2 separate regions of the Mus musculus genome follow, and region 1 is linked to region 2. The links are chromatin contacts, called in public Hi-C maps. All regions are on one chromosome and are shown on one strand. Each heading gives the region's core, a stretch centred on a gene start, on an enhancer-like site or on the middle of the called end of the contact. The rest is flanking DNA. Distances are from core to core; before and after follow the strand shown.

The links. Hi-C and Micro-C count contacts between places; a contact is called where the count stands out from the background.
Region 1: a Hi-C map of cerebellar granule neurons shows a contact between it and region 2, with 4 times the contacts expected there. The contact joins two enhancer-like sites. A contact is called at or near these places in 14 of 484 Hi-C or Micro-C datasets (CD4 T cells, CD8 T cells, the P5424 cell line and 8 more) and 3 of 115 datasets of contacts at active chromatin or transcription factors (CD8 T cells, embryonic stem cells and regulatory T cells).

The regions. Positions count from the first base shown.
Region 1 is chr2:59,520,703-59,523,603 of GRCm38.p6, forward strand. No RefSeq gene overlaps it. Among named protein-coding and RNA genes, the nearest start is that of Gm39831, 10 kb to the left of the region's middle. Within about 2 kb of position 1,584, at least 63 of the 459 cell types and tissues checked have an H3K27ac peak or open chromatin away from gene starts, as enhancers often do. A contact at or near this core is called in the P5424 cell line, cerebellar granule neurons and cerebral cortex, where this site is marked.
Region 2 is chr2:59,436,796-59,439,775 of GRCm38.p6, forward strand. No RefSeq gene overlaps it. Among named protein-coding and RNA genes, the nearest start is that of Gm46743, 18 kb to the left of the region's middle. Within about 2 kb of position 1,381, at least 148 of the 459 cell types and tissues checked have an H3K27ac peak or open chromatin away from gene starts, as enhancers often do. A contact at or near this core is called in the P5424 cell line, cerebellar granule neurons and cerebral cortex, where this site is marked.

The DNA of each region.
Region 1 (2,901 bases), core at 334-2,833, 84 kb after region 2:
TCTGGTATCAAGCACATGCCACAGACCTCAGAGACCACAGGTCTCTCTGGTGGTAGTACAGACCACAGACATCGACCTGGACCTCAGCTACGGCACAGGTCACAGGCACCATCCTAGGTAGCCCTCAGTGGCTGCGCAGGCCAAGGGCATCAACACAGGCAACACAGGCACACGCATCAACCTGGCCCCTAGCAGCTGCACTGCCTCTGGACCAACTGCACTGCATCAACATGGCTTCAGGCAGCAGCACAGATCACAGACATCAGCATCGCCCTCAGTGGTAATATCAACCATGGGCGACAACAGCCCCTACGGCAGCGGGACCATGGACCCAGACAGCTCAGCCCCTCACCAACACAGACATCAACGTGGCCCCAAGTGGCTGCACAGGCCACTCACATCAACCTGGCCTCTGATGGCCACCTAACCACAGACACTCTATGACATCCTGCAGCAGCACAGACTATGGAAGTCTGCCTGGCCTCTGCAGTAGCAAGGGCCTCAGACATCCACATGAACCTCAAGCTTCAATACGGACCGAGGTCTCTCAGACACTACAGGTCAGGTGCTGGTAATGGACACCATCTCCGTTTTCTCTCCGATTTTTAAAAGGTTTTTAATAAATTAATCTTGGAACACTTGAACTACAGTGTTGTTGTTTTTTTTTAAAGCACTCATAATCACCATTCAGAAAAAAAAGAAAAAGCATACAATGGCATGCAAGAGTGATTTTGGGAAAACATAATTAAAATGTATGTGCAAAAATCTGTTCAGTGGGTGTCTGTGTGGAAACAGTCAAGGGATGTATCTATGAAATATTTAGCAGTGATTGAATAGTGCTTTGGGACAGTATGGTATCAACATTTCAAATGTTATCCCCTTTCCTGGTCTCCCTCCAAAAACCCCCTCCCTTCATTCGCTCTCCCCCCTCTTCTCCTGCTCACCAACCGGCCCACTCCCACTTCCTGGCCCCAGCATCCCCCTACACTGGGGCATAGAGCCTTCACAGGACCAAGGGTCTCTCCTCCCATTGATGACTGACTAGGCCATCCTCTGCTAGATATGCAGCTAGAGCCATGAGTCCCACCATGTGTACTCTTTGGTTGGTAGTTTAGTCCCTGGGAGCTCTGGGGGTACTGGTTGGTTCATATTGTTGTCTGCAAACCCCTTCAGCTCCTTCATTGGGGACCCTGTGCTCCGTCCAATGGAGTGACATTTTTCACTTTTGTTAAATGATTTGAAACAATATAATTTTTTGTAATTATATTTTATAAAGGGTGTTTAAGTAGTGTGACTGAAAAGGTTCCTTTGACTAAAAGGTGGGGGGAAAGAGGGTTCCATACATTTAGATAGAAGTGTGGAGACTGGAGAGTAGACAGACCATCAATAACAGATGGTCAGTTTTCTCAGAGAGACTGACCATCTTGTGAGCGAGAAGCGAGTTGGTGTCAGAGAGAGTGGGAGGCTAAAGAAAGGGAGTTCAGGGATAGCTTGTAAGAGGAAGGACAGTAATGACAGACTCCTGTAAAGTTCCCCCAGATACCACTGAACCCAGCGGCTATCTGTAAAACGACCAGCAGAGGGCACCAGCAAACTAGGGAGAGCGTTAGCCAACATGGATCTTGGTGACTGCCACCGACCAAGCTTTAAGAACCGACAGAAATACAGCTTTTTAGATAAAAATCGTCCCATTAAAGGCTCTGGCAACCGGTTAAATGCTGTTTCACATAGTGACAAACCAAATGAGAGCTGTCAGCCCGTGACTGAGGTGTCAGATTAGGGAAGTGAGAGGTGGTGCTCACTTATTTTTCTAAATAACCGCAGGGATTTGGTAGTGGTGGGTGGCGGCGGCAGCGGCGGCGGCTGTGTTGACAGGGTCTCTCCACGTATCCCAGGCTGTCCGAGAACTTGTGAGCCCGTTCCCTCAGCCTCTGAAATGCTGGATTCCAGGTGTGTGCTACCATGTCCAGCTCTTCCTTCCCTTATCCAGCCCAGAATTTTTTTTATTTTTTAACCCACTGCAGCTCGATTCAGGGGAAGCTGAGATACCGTTCAGAACAAGAGTCATTGTTTGGACGTGGGGTACAAAACAGGCCTTTATAGAAGACAAAGCAGGAGCAAGGTTTTGAAACCCCGGCTTTCGACAATAAGAGACTTTTAAGGACTCTTAAAAGGTGAAGGCCTGTTGAATTCCAGCAGCCTGCTCAGTCAGAGGCTGCAGGAGAAGGAATTCTGCAAGACACAGCAGCAGTGTTCCCTGGAGGAAAACCTGTGTGCGCTGTGTGTGGGACAGCTGAGAAGAGAAACAGGAACCAATCACAGAGAACAGTGACCAGTGCCACTCATGACCAATGCCCCCACCCAGGGGCCAATGCTCCTTCGGGGCCTGCATTCGGATAACAGCAACCGCAGTGGGTCAGTCCTACAGCAAGCACGCCTGGGCCAATCTCTTCCCTTGAGGCTCTCAGAGTTTGAGGGAGGCCTTAAGAGTTCAAATCCCCCCCCCCCCCAAAAAGAGTTTCAGAATTCCCCACAGGCCTCCGAAGAAATGGAAATAAGCTGAGAGATCGGGCCTAAAAATCCAAGCACCACCATGGGGGTGGGGAGGCAGTAACAAAGTGACCAAGGCTTACAGGGTGTCACCAGAGGCCTCAGGGGAGCCTGCAGGGCTGAAGGGGTTGAGAAAGGCTGTACTTTATACCAAACAGTGAGCACACATACCTCAGGTGGATTTAGAACACAGCTAAGCCAGTGCTGGGCTTTGCCTGGCTGGAGGAGGGGTGGGGGTGGGGTGGGGTTAGAGTGGGGGGAGGGGAGTGGGGGGTGCTAAGAGGAGATGGGGAGTGTGAAGAAGAGACTGTAGGATGCTGTAAACGAACATTTCTGAAGCTGGTGATGTAA
Region 2 (2,980 bases), core at 131-2,630:
AACTACAGTGCCTGGAAAACACTCATATTGCCTGCTCAAAAGCCATCCCTTATTTAGTTAACCTAACTGAGCCCCGGTTTCTCTCTGGTATCAAGAACTCCAAAAGATTACAGGGCAGATGTCTTACAGTGAATCATCAATTGTATCAAATCCCTAGAATATATAGCACCTACTCTATGCCTCCCGCTCCTCTGAGGTCAGAGCCGTGCCTGAGGCTTTCCAGGAAACTTCTTACCCCAGGGATATTTACTTTCCAAGGCACTGATATTGGCCATGTTGAAGATCTACTGCCGCGACTCTAGGACATAAAAAGTCTAGAGTTGCTGGAAACTTGGGAGTACGCACGTGGCCCAAGTGGCCATAGTACCAGGGGTGTAGGAATAAACGTCAACCTGATGAGGATGAGAGAGCCAAGGTATGGAGAGCGCTTAAGTCCCTGGTGACCTCACCAAGACCGCACCACTCATTCCTAGCACCGCCCCCCCCCCCCCCCGACTCCTGGAGAGAGGTGACATTCACGATCCTACCTGTGTCATGGTGGTGTTGTTACCTCATAGTGATAATATCTCTCTCAGAGTCAATATCCTTTTCAATATTGTTTGGTTACATCATGTTTTCTGTCTCTTGAAGGTACACATATCTAACCAATATTGAAGTTACACATATCTAACCAATACAGGCATTAGGAAATATGTCTTTTGAATGAGCAAATGAAGAAAGGGAAACGGCCCCCTTTAATGTGTGTCATCGTGTGAAATCTTTCCAATAGCCTCGGACCTGGAAGCTGCACCATTAGAGCCGAGAAAACTGGACCCCAGAGAAGACCCTGCCTCCTATCCAAGGCCGCAGGATTAGGAAGGCCAGAGCTGAGTCACATTTAACTGCCGCGCTATCTATCAATTTACTATCTTTAGCATCTCAGTTCAGACTTTTTATCCATAGCAGAAGGTTCTCCTTTGAAGTTTCTTTTTCTACTTCCTACTGACTTCATTTTTTCTTTCTTTCCAGTGTTGGGGATGGAACTGAGAGCCTCCCAGAGTGTAGGCAACACCCCCCTGCTGAGATGTACCCTTGACCTCCCGTTGACCTTTCGACCTGCTACCTTAAAAGTCAGCCTCCTAATTTTGACCTTGGGCTGATGGGCCTATATCCATTTGTTTCTAGTCTACTTAATTCTTCAGCGTCATAGCTACCCGTGTCTTCTGACTAGGAAATAGCACCCACGCTTCCCCATGTCTGAGATCAGAGTCCCCACAGTGCTCCAAGGAACTTCAACGAAGATATATTCCCATGCCACTCCATCTCTCTACCTCCCTCATGGCTCATCAACTTTGCCTTGGCACACATCCAGGTTGACCACGTGAGCGTACTATGTTGGCAGGAAGCCTGGGTATAGTGGGAGAGGCCTCAGGAAGCATTGCCATCTTACTGTGAGACCCGAGTAGATACACGCAGGGTACACGTATATGCTTTTTAGCAAACCTAGAAAGAACACCACTCTGGCACAGCTTTCTTCCCCTGGGTAGGAACACAGAGAAACCACGGTTTTCTCTCTACTGGCCAGAATGTCTGCTGCTCACAGCCAGGACTTCATAGATGAACGCTGTAGAAAACGTCTTAGCTGCACCCAAAGAACTTCAAGTGTTTTGCTCTCGCTTCTGAAGGAAAACAAACAAATAAACAAAAAAAAAAAAAAAAAAAAAAAAACCGGCCCTGGTAGTCAGCAAAGCTCCAGAAAACTGGCTGTGGAAGGTATCTTGTAAACTGGAAATCATCTGCCCTCTAGTGGTCATCTGCAGGAAGTTCCAACCCGAAAACAGCCAGGACGGAGAAGGCAGAAAGAGTGTGTGACAAAAAGAGAACCCGTAATAAGTCGTCATGGTGGGAAGCCACCATTCGTTAAAAACCAAATATAGGTCACGAGAGTAAAAATAGACATCCGAGCTTTTCACAAACCCTAGCAGGTTAGATCAAAGTCGCCCTGAACTTAGCACTTGGGTGGCATTCCAAACCCAGAGAGTACTGAGCAGGAGAAAACCTACGCCCTGGGACTCCTCCCAGGAAGGGAAGGCTGTTGTGGGTGGGGAAAGATTTGATATGAAACTACATCAGAGGAAGTGTTTGTTTTTATTGCTTCCTGAGAACTGGGAAAGGATGAAAGAAAGTACAAGAAAGGCAGATAGAGGAGGGCTGCAGGTTCTCCAAACGTGAGCTGCCCGCCCTGATTAGTCTGCAGTGCCCAGGACTGTTGGGTGGGGTTGCTTGGTGAGACTATTCAGGACGGTGGAAGAAGCTGTTTCCCCATTGATGCAGGACTGAAAATAGTCTAAAGCACACGAGGAGAGACGCCTGGCCTGAAAAATACTTCCTGGAGCAGCCTAGGGGTCAAGGAGGGGCCTAGGAACCCATAGAAGTGATGGGCAGCGCCCCTGGCCATTAACTGAGTCAGACCTATTTAAAACAAACTTATGCCAAAGTTATAGACACCCTCAAGGTGGAAATCAATTCGTGGGGCCTGTGGGTGCAGCTTAGGGAGAAGGGTTGCTTGTACAGGAAATAAAAGACCTGAGAGGAGCGCATGTTTAGACCATGGTGTTTAGAAACAACAACCAGACTTTGTAGTAACCCCTGCCCGAATGCCAGCTCACATAATAACAAAACATAAGAAACCTTGGTGATGGCCCATGCCAACTCGGACGTGAGGAACTTAGGGTCCAAGGACAGATCTGTGATCTTAAAAGAATGTAATGAGCTGTTGGCATTCCTGGGGTGCAGACTCGATAAGAAACTAGATCAGAAAAAGGGTTTGTTTGTATTTCTTCTGCCCACAGAGGCAAAGGAGGAAAAGAAAAGCCAGAGCCCAGATGAACAACTGGAAGCTGGTATGTTCCTGGTCAATGAGGTGAGCAGCTGACCTGGGCTTCACGCCCTGGTCCCTCATCACAGACTACATCCTTCTCTTCTCTTCTCTCTCTCTCTC